Regions from separate parts of the Sus scrofa genome. Here region 2 is linked to region 1. The links are chromatin contacts, called in public HiChIP or PLAC-seq maps. All regions are on one chromosome and are shown on one strand. The core of a region is the stretch at or near the end of the contact, and the rest is flanking DNA. Distances in the headings are between cores, read along the strand shown. Region 1 holds the start of TRMT10B (tRNA methyltransferase 10 homolog B). Region 2 holds the start of SLC25A51 (solute carrier family 25 member 51).

Region 1 (7,303 bases), core at 3,295-5,794:
ACTCTTGGCCCGTCAGTGCACAGCCCTCACGGCCGCTGTGTTCTGTTTGACCCAGAAGTTCCGGGCCTCCACTGCCCTGTGAGCACGCCTGTTGCCCAGGACCCCTGCCATGCCCTGGATACTTCGCTGAGAAGCCCCTGCCATGCCCCCACCTACCCCTCTCAAATGTTTACTATTAAGAGTATTCAAATAAACTGCTGCTTAATCTTTGCCTGAATCATTACAGAGTGATGATAAGTTTGGGTTAACAGCATTCCTTCATATTCATTCAACCAACATTCACTGGATCCCTCCTCTGGGCCAGGCCATGGGCTAGGGCTTATACAGAAAGATGAGCAAGACAAGTCCCTGTCGGTGGCCAGGATGCTCACAACCTCTCTGAGCAGATGCAGTAAGGTGTGTACCCTGGGAAGAGCATACCCTGAGAGTGTGGCTGCAGGAGGAAGTCACAAACTGTCCCAAGAAGGCAGGGATAAGGAAGGTGAAATCTCTGAACAACAGTCCTGAATTCTCCTATCACACTGATTTGGTGGCAGCCTCTGCAAAGGGGAGTGAATACATGTGATATTTGATGGATTCCACCATCACGAATTTTGGTTGGCAACACCTGCACCCAGAGGCCTGGTATTCTTGGCAGCCTCACTGTGATAAGCACAAGCTGCCACTAGGTGACAGTAAGCCCCTAAGTGGCACACCCCCCCCATCCAGGTGTGCTGTGCTTTATCTGAAATTGACTGCACCCCCTGAATCCTGCACCCTCGATCCGTTTTAAATATCGAAGGCAAACATTAAAGCCTGAATAAGATTTGCCTTTTTAAGAATAATATTAGAGCAGAATAAATATATTCAATACATTTTCTCACTAATTCCACTTGAGCCAGTTAATCCCCGTTAATCTTAGTAGAACATGCATGCTACCAAGGTTGGACATGCTACTTAACAGTGCTTTTGTTTTCTCTTCTGAATATTGTGGATACTAATAGTGCCTGCTTTTTAGGGTGAAGATCTAGTAATTACTCAGTAAAAGTTAGTAATAATCCCCCAAATTTATGGATTCTTCTCCTAGTCTGAAAACTTCCTTGCATTTTATTTTCAGATTCCAGGAAAACCGATTTCAGTTTACCCTTTGGATGCCTTTTCCCCTGGCTTCTCTGTCAAGGGCAAAATCATTCAGACACTCACTTTGGGCTATTTAGAGTTCATTCAAAGGGGTCCCCCTGTCCTTGTGGGGCTCCTGGTCAGTTGTGGGCTCAATGCTTCCTCTGCAATTGATCTCCTCAAAGGCTCCCTAATTCCTCTCCTTCACTCAGGAAAAACAGGGGCAGAGGTGAAGGTGTTAAGTCACAAACGTAATCTCTCCCCAGTCGGAAGGAAAGTAATAGAGAAGAGAATCTTCCTATCCCGTTACTAGTTGCTTGTTAACTGGCATTCAGTTAACCAGTACTTGTGCCAGGAAAAGATTTTCTTAGATGCCTGTTTCTTTTCACAGAATACTTGAAATAAAATTTAAATAAGGCTCTTGTAAACAGATTTTTTTTTTTTTTTTTGGCTTGTGTGGCATATGGAAGGCCAGATGTGTGGCATATGGAAGTTCCCAGGCCAGGGGCCAAATTGGAGCTGCGGCTGCCAGCCTATGCCGCAACTACAGCAACACAGGATCTGATCCACATCTTCGACCTACACCACAGCTCACAGCAATGCTGGATCCTTGAGCCACTGAGCGAAGCCAGGGATCGAACCCGCATCCTCATGGATACTAGTTGGGTTTGTTACTGCTGAAGCACTACGGGAACTCCAGGCTCTTGTAAACAGAGTTTAAGTGATCTCATGACAATGAAAAATAAAACAGGACACCCACATAATAAAAATCATATGATGTTAAACAGGACTTGAATACTTTTACAAGCAGAAAGCTGTGAAGAGCTACGTAACTGACTTAAGTGCACACAATGTGTGTTCACAAGTTTAGGGAAGAAGGGCAGGACTTCAACTCAGTCAGGGCTTGGATGCTGGTAGGGTTGTTACAGGCACTTCTCTGGGCCTCAGTTTCCCCAAGTGACAAAAGAAAATAACACTAGTCTCATTAGTGAGGGCCTACAGTGTGCCTTATGTAGGTATCTTGAATACATTTTCTTATCCACACAACACCCCGAACTAAGAGATTGTTACATAATGTACATTCGGCATTATTGTGAGAAATAAATACATGTGGAAGGCAGGACATAAGACTGTGAAGCCTCCAGCACAGGCACTCAAATGTTTGTTTCTTTCTTTCTTTGCTTCTTCTCCCCTCAAATCCATGTACTTCCTTGGGTTGTTACTCTATGGAGCTGGTATTTTGCTCTGAGCCTCCATGAGGAGTATAAGTCCCAGAAGTTCGGAGAAATTCATCATTGCTTGTTGAGAAGCTGAAGTGCAGAGGGTTTGCCATGTTTAGCACTTCCTCTGAGATACATAGCTCCCCCTACATGAGAGCCGGATGGGACTGCCTACTCCCCAACACAAGAATCAATTGTTTAATGACTGAGAAACTACGGGATATGAACACTCCTTCCTTTTTCCACCCACCATCATCTTGGGAGATTCATTTCTTTAAACAAACATTTATGGTACACTCATGCCAGGATGCTCGATGTAGGATTATGGCTGTGAATAGGTGGGTGAGAATCTGGTCTTCAAGAGCTCCTGGTCCAAGAGGTAAGATGACACACAGAGACCTACACTCTAAGTCATGGTGTACTCAGGACCCCCAAAGAGAACAGCTAAGGTGCTATGAGAGTTCACAAGAGAGAAGTAACTTGAGTGTGTTGGTGGTGGGGGTGTGGGAGAGAAAGTGGTGATTAGGGAAGGCTTCCTGTAGAAGGCAGCCTGAATTAGAGCAAGGATGTCAAGAAGTATTTACTGAGTAGCTACTGTGTGTCAAGTCCTGGCTTTAACAGATAGGAAGGTAAGCTTTTCTCAAGAAAGGAGAAAAATAACCCATTTGTTTATTCTACTGACAAATATTTATCGTGCAGTGGCACCAGGAATACAACCATCAACATGATAGATGTAGTCCCATCAAAGAACTTACAATTTCAGGGAATACACAGGAAAAAAAAAAAAAAAGATTACCGATAGATGAAAGTGAAATCAAGAAAATGAAGAGTGTTAGTATGGGGCTGGGATGAGCCAATTTTCCCTATAGGTGGTCAGTAAAGGCCTCTCTGAAGAGGCAAGGTTTAAGCTGAAGCCTAAAAGGTAAGAAGGAGGCAGTCACGGAAAAACAGGGAGGAAATGGAACAGTATCTGCAGAAGCTGTTGGTGTGTTTAAAGCATTTCAAGAAGACAGGTGCGACTGCAACACAGCAAGCTGGAAGAAGAGTGATAGATGAGGTTGGTGGGGCAGCCAGGAACCAAGCATGCAAAGCCTTGAGAAAGTTGGATTGCACATCCAAGTACCATGGGAATCCGCTGAGGAGTTTGAGGTAAGGGAGACAAATAATCATATGGTAAATGAATGGGCGCCCAAGGAGGGTGGGCAGTAATACCAGCTAGGAGGTCTTTTCTGTGAGGAAGTGGCTGTGAGCTCAAAGATGAAGAGACACAAAAGCAGTGGCAGGGAAGAAGGAAAGGTATTCTGCAAGACACACGGACTGGCAGGGGCGGTGGGAGCCGCTGAAGACCATTTGAGCCACTTAGCAAATCCTGCTGAGTGGGGAGCCAAGGCCAGTTTACAAACAGAGACATTAGAGGTGGGTTTCAGAAAAAAAGCTTTCTGGGGAGGAAAGCATAGTTAATTTCATTCAGTATTTTACAAGGTGCTCCAGTAGCAGATAAAGGATGGATTAAAGCACGGACTGGAAACCAGTGGGTAGGTGTTGGAGATGCTCTGTAAAGAAAAGGGGGAAAACTGTGAGGTCAAGGACAGATCCAGCAGGGCTTGGTTTCCCCAGGCAGGAGGTATTTCAGGCTCTTTCATAGTATGATCTCTCAAAAGGGTGAGACTCCTAGGACTGCAGGAATAAATGGAAGAGCAAATGGTAGTTTTTATCAGGGCAAGGTTTGGGCAAGTAACTTCAGCTCTCCGAGCAGTAGTTTCCCTGGGGATTTTGAGGAGAGATGGAGAAGGGAGAGTGGCCGGAGGCTAGGCTCAAGCCAGGAGACCTGTTATTATCCTGGACGGCCGGGTGGTGGTGAGGGGAGCTGTGTCAGCTCGTGGGCCTCGCTGCTTGTGGGGAAGCACAGAGAGCCCGGAGAAAAGCAAGGCTCCCACGATGAGAGCTGAGGGGTGGTTCAAGTCTGGTTTCAGCCCTTAAGAGCCACCGAAGGGGCTGGTCAACCTGCAGCAGCCCTGTGCAGTCGGCAAGCGACTGGGATTGTGGGCCCAGCTAGTAGGCTAGAAAACAGAGGCTCAGTGAGGCGCGGCAACCTTTCGGTGGGACGCAATTCATTTGTGCCACTATGGGGCTTGGGAGCCGACACCAAAGCCTCCACTCTGGGCCCTGCACACCTAGCTGCCAGGCTGAGAACTACAACTCCCAGAAGGCCATTCTCCAAGAGAACAGAACCGGAAGTGAAGTCGGAGGCGGGGCCTGAAGGCGCCGCTGCCTCTGCGTTAAGGTGAAGGGTTCAGGTATGCGTCGGGCTTGTTGCGGTAAGGGTGGGGGTCCGGCCTGGGGCTGCTTCTGTTTCGCGGGCAGGGCATTCGCCCGGAAAGCCAGGGCCTGCGCAGCAATCGTGTGACATTATTTTCTCTACCTTTCTTGGTACTTCCTTCCTGCTTTCCGTAGCCCTCGAAGCCTATGGGCCAGACGGGGCCTACACGCGGGGTACTGTTGAACCCAGAGTCAGGGTGTTCTAGTGCTGAAAGGTGCCAGAGGAGTGGAGCCGCCTTTAGTGGCTAAAACAGAATGAGAAGATGAGAGAAGCATGCAGAGTTTGGTCCATCACTTAGCGCCCAGGAATATGCTCATCAGGTGGGACTTGGGTTATAAAGTTGTGAGGCCTCTATCAACTTAGAGATAGAGGTGGAGTGGAGAATTTATTAATTTGGCAAGTCTTTATTGGTTGTCTGTTATGTATGACGCTCATTTCCAGGCATAGAGGATATAGTGAACAAAGCGAACAGAACACCTGCTGACATTATAGGCACGGGAAAGTTCAGGCAGAAAATTAAGTAAAATATGTGCCATGTTGGTTAGTGAAAATCTGAATTAAGTGAGGAAGATAATCATAAGTTATCTCCTGCCAACCACACACAGAAACTTGTTGCGCTATGCTTTTTTTGTTTTGTTTTTTGTTTGTTTGTTTTGTCTTTTTGCTATTTCTTTGGCTGCTCCCGCGGCATATGGAGGTTCCCAGGCTAGGGGTCTAATCAGAGCTGTGGCCGCCAGCCTACGCCAGAGCCACAGCATCGCAGGATCTGAGCCGCGTCTGCAACCTACACCACAGCTCACGGCAACGCCGGATCGTTAACCCACTGAGCAAGGGCAGGGACCGAACCCGCAACCTCATGGTTCCTAGTCGGATTCGTTAACCACTGCGCCACGACGGGAACTCCTGCGCTATGCTTTTAAAATCTTGGCATTTTGGAGTTCCCGTTGTGGTTCAGCAGAAATGATTATGACTAGGATCCATGAGGATTCAGGTTCGATCCCTGGCCTTGCTCAGTGGGTTAAGGATCTGGCATTGTGGTGAGCTGTGGTGTAGATGCAGCTTGGATCCAGTGTTGCTGTGGCTGTGGTGTAGACCAGTGGCTACGGCTCCAATTCGACCCCTAGCCTGGGAGCCTTCATATACCATGGATCCGACCCTAAAAAGACAAAAAAAACAAACAAAAAATTTTGGCATTTTGGAGTTCCCCTTGTGGTTAAGTCTCAGTGAGGATGTGAGTTTGAACCGTGGCCTGGCTCAGTGGGTTAAGGATCCTGCGGAGGGGCATAGATGGAAGATGCAGTTTGGATCTGGCTCTGCTATGGCTCTAATTTGACCCGTAACCTGGGAACTTACCTATGCCACAGCTCGGCCCTAAAAAAGAAAAAAAATCATGGTATTTTATTGTAAGTAAATTGTACCGCAGAAGAATTTAAAGGTCAAGGTAACTAACAGAAGAATTGAAAATAAAAGAGGTTAATGCAAGTTATTTGAATTTTAGTGTTGCACAGGGAAAGTTGATGAGTTAAGAAGTAATGGTGTAAGCATATGAGTTCAGGTTGAGGATTTCTGGTTAATTACCAGAAGAACTAAAAATATCTGGTTAACAAGGGTTTCCCCCTCTAAAGGTAGAAGCAGTAGAAGGAAGAATCTTTGCTTTTCATTATAAATAGGTCTTTTCAGTACCAGATCCATGGATATTTTGTAGATGTAGATATTTCATAGCTTTACTTTTTCAAAGATAGACATTTTCCTAAGATATTGGTAGCACCCTGGACTCAGGGAGTAGCCCCATGAGCAATGGTTACACCATTGTTATGATTATTTTCTTTAAGGCCGCACCCATGGCATATGGAGGTTCATGGGCCAGGGATTGAACCATGCCTCTGCAGCAACCTGAGTGGGGTTGCCACAGCAGAAACTTATTATACCATTCTTTGTGACACTTAATTGTACACTGGAGCACTTCTTACTCATACCTTCCTCAGGGATATTGAACATCACCTTGAAATTATTAAATTTGTTAAGTGTGCTATAACAATTGTTCATCATATTTTTCTGCCTCAGCACTATTTTTTTGGGGGGAGGGGTCTTTTCTAGGACTGCTCCTGTGGCATATGGAGGTTCCCAGGCTAGGGGTCTAATAGGAGCTGTAGCCACCGGCCTATGCCAGAGCCACAGCAATGCAGGATCCAAGCCACGTCTGCGACCTACACCACAGCTCATGGCAATGCTGCATCCTTAACCCTCTGAGCGAGGCCAGGGATCGAACCTGCAACCTCATGGTTCCTAGTCGGATTCGTTAACCACTGAGCCACAACCAACTCCTGCCTCAGCACTTCTGCCAGGTTTTAACAATTTCCCCTATGACTGTGGCTTTCTGCTGCAATGATACTTAACTCAATAGGGGGAGGGACTATGTAGTTTGGAAAAATGAATTCTGATACATCACCAGCAACCTAGAATTCTTGGTTGGTTTTGAGCCACTCTTTACTATAACTTTTGGCTAGCTCTAAATCTGCTAGGATGTTTGTAGTACAGGACTTTGATTCCAGTAGGTTCTCAGTAAATATTTGCTAAAGAAATTGTTTTGAAAATAAATGTAAGTGTAGGGAGTTCCCTGGCAACCTAGTGGTTAGGGATCTGGCATTGTCACTGCTATGGCGCA
Region 2 (7,303 bases), core at 2,261-4,760, 150 kb after region 1:
AAACTGAGACTTTGAAAAAAGAAGTAAACATGTAAAGTGTTTCTGTTTTGGAGTCTCCTAGTGGCTCAGCGAGTTTAGGATCCAGGTTTGTCCCTGCTGTGGTGTGGGTTCAATCCCTGGCCCAGGAAATTCCACATGCTGTGGGTGTGGCAAAAAAAAAAAAAAAATTCTGTTTTGTTTTGAACTTTTAGTCCATCCAGGATAAAGAGGATTTTCTAGCACCAATATGAGAAGTTGTAGCTCTGATATCTAGTTGTGGCCTGACTTGCCAATCATGTTATTTTGACTTGCTTTTCTAGAAAAGCCTTTTTGCTAAAATCTGTACAGACTTTCCTCTTCATATCTGAAGTATTTTATGTAGTATTAGCATTGTGCCATGGAGCATTTTAGAAGACTCAATTTTTAAACCTGATTACCTATTACTGACTAATTGTGCTAACTCCTGCTTCAGCAGCTGTTTCCCTTAATTCAGGACACAACTCTTTTTTTTCTTTCCTTAGGACACAACTCCTTTTGATGGCTGTCCTTCACACACAATTTTTGTGGGTGTGCATAAATCTGACTTAAGGAGAATTTAAAAAAAGAAAGAAAGAAACCCATAGCTTTTAAATTTGTTTAAAACAGACCCGTTACATTTTGTGCTCTTAAGCAATTAAAGGAGCCAATGGCATTTTCAGTCAAAGAAAAATTGTCCTGGAGTTCCCCTTGTGGCACAGCAGAAACAAATCTAACTAGGAACCATGAGGATGTGGGTTAGATCCCTGGCCGCGCTTAGTGGGTTAAGGATCTGGCGTTGCTGTGCACTGTGGGTGTAGTTCGCAGATGTGGCTCGCTTGCTTCCTGCATTGCTGTGGCTGTGGTGTAGGCCGGCAGCTATAGCTCTGATTTGACCCCTAGCGTGGGAACCTCCATATGCCTCAGGTGTGGCCCTAAAAATAAAAAATAAAAAAAAAAGCAGTTTAATGGATTTCTTGCTGTAGTGCAGCAGGTTAAGGGTCTGGCATCACCACAGCTGTGGTGTAGGTTGCAGCTGCAGCTTGGACTAGATCCTTCGTCCAGGAACTTCCATATGCCAAGGGTGTGGCCAAAAATAAAAATTTACAAAACAACAGCACAGAAATACTTTGTATCTACATAATGTTTTGCTCTTCTTCAGAGTTTCAGGACTAAACCATGTTAAAATCAACAAAAATATTCAGATCTATGTGACTATTCCTAACTCACTGAGACATTTACAAACATAAAAAAATTTCATTTTTACACACCAAACACATAACATTTAAAAGCTGCTTAACAATATGTTCCTTGTTAACACAAACCAAGTTATTTGCACACTTGAACAATAAAATTTTGTCCATGTTCACTTTTAATTTTTATTGGAATGGTACCTGCATTACTTTCCAAAATTTTGCAAATTAAAGTGACTTCTACTAGTTTTGTCATGATCCTTTGTGATAATGGGGACTGTTACTCAACAAATAGAAAGTTGTGACTAACAGAAGTTAGCAAATTTTTTTTTTTTTTTTTTTTTTTTTGGCCATACCTGCAGCATATGGAAGTTCCGGGACCAGGGACTGAACCTTCGCCACGGCAGCAACCCAACTGTCTGTGGGGACAATGCCAGGTCCTTAACCCACTGCACCACAGAGGAACTCCCAGCCAGTCATTTACTGACCACTGCAATTAACTACTTTAAGGAATTTAAAGAACATTATTGTACATTTAGGGTCTCAGATTTTTAAAACTAGGCCTTGACATAGGGAAAAGGAATGCAATGAAACCCTTCTGGACTTTACAGATTTAAAGCTTTCCCTCTCATTTCTTCCTAGATAAGGAGATAGTGTAAACAGGTTCTTAATTTAGCCAGGAGAAGGAAGGATAGTGTACAGAGTATTCTGTAGCGATGAAATTAAAAATTTTGTATATTTATACTTGAACATGACTAAATTTCTTTGCTAAACTGATCTACATATTTAAATTCTTTAACATGGATAATTCACTCCAATTTATTGCAACATATATATACCATAATTTTACATTGCCTGCTACCTAAAACACTCGACCTATGTCAGCATAAGGAGGCAAAGTTAATCAAGATGACTTTCAAGCAACTCCAAGTGTCAAACTTTTATGGTAAAAGAAAACAGTGTAATCTAAATGCTCACCATAATTTATAGCCCACATGGATAAGACACAGTTGTGAACCCAGCACAAAGGTCTTTGTACAAAAACTACGGAGAAGGCAACTGTAATTCTCCAAGGATGTTAACTCCTACAAGTCAGCAGGTCTGAGTCAGCATTCACATAAGATAAACCTGGGATCCAGTGGTCACTATCTTGCCACTATAAATTTAAAGCAATGTCTATGATTTAAAAATCCACTTCTCTGGGCTTAATCTACCAAAGGAAAGACCAGGTAAGTCCACTGCTTTTTAAAGAGACTGCTTGTGATCTTTGCCTGAGATGCACTCAAGGTGACTCCAGATCCAAAACGCCTAACCTGTGCTCTGAAATCACCCGCGGACCTAACCAGTCCTAGAACCTTTTGCTTTCACGGAACCCTTTCAAAAACAAGTACAGAGGAAGCTCAGATTGGCAAGGTCACTACCGTTACTCTAAGGGCTTCTGTTTCACAGCTTGCACGTAGTGAAACAGAAGGTGGGGATTAAGACCAGCTGTATACAGTTATAGGGCCAAAAAAAGGGTAAATATAGCCTTTAAGACGCCCCACTTAGATAAGCTTAATACCCAATAATTGGTACAAATTTACAATTAACAACATAATCCCATCACCACCACCAGACCAAAAAAAAAGCCTCGTACTACAAGTTTCCTACAACGCGAAGCAACATGGTGTCGCAGAATAAGCATTGTCTGGTTGTGCGGCTGAACTTACCATTCTCCAGGCGTCCATTTCCCCAGTGTGTGATAAGAGGGAGGGGAGGGTGGTGGGTTCGCCAAAGCCCCTTCCGTCTCTGACACCGGACAGAATAAGGGGTCCGGGGCCCATTCGCAGTGCCGGCGCCGCTCCCCTCCCGCGCAGGCAAAGCAAGAACCCTTCCCGCCCCGCTCTAGGTGCGCGGCAGAAGGCACCTCCCCGCCCCAGGCGCGCCCAAAAGAGCGCGCTGCCTCCTCCACCGGAAAAGCTCTTTCCGGCAGCCGGACAGCGCCCCTGGCTCAGCGAAACCCGGCGGCCGCCGGCCCCTGCGGCTGCAGGCCCCACCCGGGAGGGCACGAGCGGCAGTGGCGGGGCGCGCCGTGGGGCGGAGGGGACGCAGTGCGCGCGCGCGCGCTGAGGGGTAGGTGGGCCAGAGGACGCGGCAGACGGCCTCCTCGGACCCTCCTTCGTGCTTCCAGGCACTCCTTGCTGAGGCCGGGGGAGCCCCGCGTTTCCCTCTCACCCGCCTCCCACACTCACCCATCGCCGCGGGCCCGGCTCCGCGCCCGGTAGCCGCCCGCCCGCAGGTAGGCCAGCCCGCGAGCCCAGCCGGCGCCGGCGCAGGCGCAGACATTGACCGACCCCAGAGCTCGGGGCGGGGCGTGACGCGCTGGACGCTGCCGAGCCCGGTCACGTGAGGGAGACTACGCCGCGCTGCCTCCCTCTAAACCTGCGGAGGGTGAGGGGACGCCTGCCCACCCCTGGCAGCTGTGCGGCGAGCGAAGGCACTTGGGGGGTCACCCATCACATCTGTCGTAGGGCTTTGAGATTCCGCTGGATGGAATGCCATACCGTGGGTGCCCTACGGTGGCCTTGCCGTACCAGAAACAGCCAACGCGTTCTCTAGTGCTTGGTAGCCGGGAGGACCCCTGGGTACTGACAGTTGTGGGTTGCAAGCGCGCCTTTGCTGAGGCCTTGAAAGTCTCCGCCTCCCTCCCCTTGTAGCCTTGGTTAGCTTTCATTGAACCCTCGGAGTGGCATATTGTCAGCTGCTATTACTGCAGGTCACAGAACACCTGTGTGTGCTTTAGACTATACAAGTCATTTAAAAACCCTGTTTCCTTTCAACCTCAAACAACTTGCACGCATTGAATGCCACTGCACTGAGAATTAAGAGGCATAAGTCAAATCATAGTCCTGACCCTTCCTGGGAGTGACTTTGGACATGTCTCTGAGCCCCAGATCCTGAAAAGTAACACCTGCCTTACATGCAGCCCTTGGCCCCTGTAACAAGCACTGGGAGCAATGATCTGACTCTACCTTATATACTGGAAGGCACGCAGATGTGAGGCGTTGAAGGAGAGTGAGGCTCTACAGGAGGCTCATCAGATCTGTGAGGTGTATGCTCTTTAAGTGGGGTTTGTCAAATAGGCAACTCACCTGGCATGAAACACTGGTCAGGGTATGGGTATAGGTTGATGGCTCTCCCTGGTCACTTCCCCTGAGAGCATTTTGTAGATATTGACTCCAAAATTGTGTCCAGTTTGCCTGAGCTGGCCTGATAAACAGCTTCTTGGGGTGTGGGAAACCATGCTACCTAATTTCACCACACACTCTCCAGAGGTACCTACTGTGTGCCATCGTCCTCACCTGAACTCTCTTGGGGGGAACTTAGAATCCAAGTAAGGATATAAAAACAAAAACTCTGGAAGTTTATATGCATGAGGGGCTTCTTCCCTTAAGGGACAACCAGGACGGGCTTCACAGGGTGGAGGCGTTTGAACTGGGCCTTGGAGGATGAATGAATGGAATTTGGATGAGTGGAGAAACTCATAGTGGCAAGAGATAAGGTTGTCAAGGACAGGTGGTGAGGTCTGATAGGGCAGATCTTGACTTTCAAGTGCAGGCACCGGGCATCTGATTAGGGTTCGGGGATAGATTTCAGGCTCCACAGGATAATGACCAGGCCACACAGTAGTTTGGAGTGATTAAAAATTGGGCAGCAGTTGGGGAAGGGCATTTACGTTGGAATTATGTTTGCCCTGTCTTGTGTGAATCCCTAATCAGCTGTATTATTCAAAAAATAAATAAACCAGGCAGGCAGCCAGTGTGTTCATAAGCATAAATAATTCATTTCAAATTAGAATGGAGAGGTTCTTCTCCTAGGGTAAAACCCGAAGAGGAGGCAGAGATTGAAATTAAACACACAATTGGGGCACAAAAGACTCAAAAGAGTCAGGAAATCCCAAGCTGATAGGAACACTCATGTCTGGAGCCCAGCCAGTCTGTTTCTTTTATGCTGTAGGTCACAGCGCAGGCCCCTGCCCCTCCAGCACTGGGTTCCTTGTCAGAACCCTCCTACATGCTTATTTGGCTCTTCTTGGGCATATGAATGTTGGAGGTCAAAACCTCTGTTTTCTGGAGTTCCCGTCATGGCTCAGTCGTTAAGGAATCCAACTAGGAACCATGAGGTTGTGGGTTTGATCCCTGGCCTCGCTCAGTGGGTTAAGGATGTGGCATTGCCGTGAGCTGTGCTGTAGGTCGCAGATGTGGCTCGGATCCCGCGTTGCTGTAGCTCTGGTGTAAGCCGGCAGCTACAGTTCTGATTAGACCCCTAGCCTAGGAACCTCCATATGCCGAGGGAGCAGCCCTAGAAAAGGAAAAAAAACAAAAAACAAAACCCTCTGTTTTCTGATTCAGGAATCATCATAAAATTAACCTTTCATTTCTCTGTCCTCACCCACTCATTCTTACATTCATTCTTCAGTCTCTTAAACTGTTCTGCACACCTCCAGCCTCCATATCAGCTGTCAGAGAATATCCTCTAACCCAGCTTTGATCATCTCACTCCTCAGTTTAAAAATTTCCAATGGTTCCCTCTCCCCCACTCTCCCAGCAAATCCAAACTCCTTGCCTTGGCTCACGGGCTCTCGGCATCCTACCCCCTCTGCCTGTCTCTCCACCACATCCCCAGCTACATTCTCTGCTTCAGCCATGCTCAGTTTCTCCGTGTTTTGCAAATCCTCCTGTCACTTAAGCCTTTTTCCCCTTTCTCACCATCCATTCTCAGCTGTCAAACATGTTAGCCCTTTAAGGCCCTTCTCCTTCTCCCCCCAACAGCATTCACTGTTCAACCCCAGGCAAAGATGGTTTTTCTTGGCCTTTGCCTTCCCACAGCACAAAGTTTGGAGCTGTTCTAACATCTTCCCTATGTCATAACCATTCATGAAGGTGTCTCCCTTTCGCACAAGGGCAGAGCTGTCTGACTTGTTTCTGGCCCTCCAACTCAGGGCTTGGCAGAAAGGGTGTTTGCCCAAATAAAATGCTGGTGGAGGGCCTTCCCACTGTGGCTCATCAGAAACAAACCCAAGTACTATCCATGAGGATACAGGTTCGATCCCTGGCCTTGCTCAGTGGGTTAAGGATCCAGCGTTGCCGTGAGCTGCGCGGTGTAGGTCACAGACGCGGCTCGGATCCCATGTTGCTGTGGCTGTGGCTGTGGTGTAGGCCGGCAGTTGTAGCTCTGATTCAACCCCTAGCCTGGGAACCTTCATATGCTGCACCTATGGCCCTAAAAAAATAAATAAATAAATAATGCTGGTGGAGAGGGTCTGAGATCTTGGAAAAAGGACCATGGGAATATTGCTGATGGATCTTTGCTTGAGCACCTTCTATTCCCACTCCCCTGTCACCAAAATGCTTTCGAGAAACTTGTCTAGTGCACTCAGGCTCCATGGACCGTTATGTCCACAAAAAGAATTTTGCTCACGCTGTCGTCATTGGATTCTTGGCTACCGTGAGTGGCTCTGCCCAGATAAGGTCACCTGCCGGTTTTCTTTTGCTAGTCGGAGGTCACTGACCTTCCTTTCCCTTTAGGTCACATTTCCCAGGCCCCTGCAATCCTCTCAGCCTATCTCGTCACTCCCCTTCACACCCCTTCACACCCCTAGGCTCCAGCCACAGGCCAGCTGCTACCGGTTCCCTCCCCTGAACTTTCGCTTCCCGGTGTACCTTTTGTCCTCTGCACCTCAGAGGCCCTGCCTGCTTCGTGGCAAAGTCCTGTTCCCCCTTAATGGCTCAGCTTACGCAGGGGCTTCTTGTTGCTTTCCCTGACCCTGACCTCACTGCCTACAGAGCTCCTCCACGAGGCTGTCCTTTGGGGCTTGTATGCCCTTGACAGATTGAAAAGCCGACCTACTGTGAAATCAGAATTTCCCAGGGAGAGGCCAGTTGGCCTATGTCTAAAACAAGCCTCCGGTGATTCTTCTCAGACAATTTTGGGCAAACAACAGCTCTAAAGTGATATTCTGGGAGTTCCCCTTACGGCTCAGTCGTTAATGAATCCAACTAGGAACCATGAGGTTGCGGCGGGTTTGATCCCCAGCCTCGCTCAGTGGGTTAAGGATCCGGCATTGCTGTGAGCTG

The links. HiChIP or PLAC-seq counts read pairs in DNA pulled down with a chosen protein or histone mark.
Region 2: an H3K27ac HiChIP or PLAC-seq map of alveolar macrophages shows a contact between it and region 1. The contact joins the promoter of SLC25A51 here to the promoter of TRMT10B in region 1. A contact is called at or near these places in 1 of 5 promoter capture datasets (fetal liver) and 1 of 2 datasets of contacts at active chromatin or transcription factors (alveolar macrophages).

Annotation. Positions count from the first base shown.
Region 1 is chr1:238,511,498-238,518,800 of Sscrofa11.1, forward strand. TRMT10B (tRNA methyltransferase 10 homolog B) reads left to right here and starts at 4,545. Exons shown (of 9, transcript XM_001928975.4): 1 at 4,545-4,615. It overlaps FRMPD1 (FERM and PDZ domain-containing protein 1), which reads left to right. Exons shown (of 16, transcript XM_021066183.1): 16 at 1-217. The coding sequence ends at 82.
Region 2 is chr1:238,663,918-238,671,220 of Sscrofa11.1, forward strand. It overlaps SLC25A51 (solute carrier family 25 member 51), which reads right to left and starts at 3,511. Exons shown (of 3, transcript NM_001258408.1): 1 at 3,419-3,511.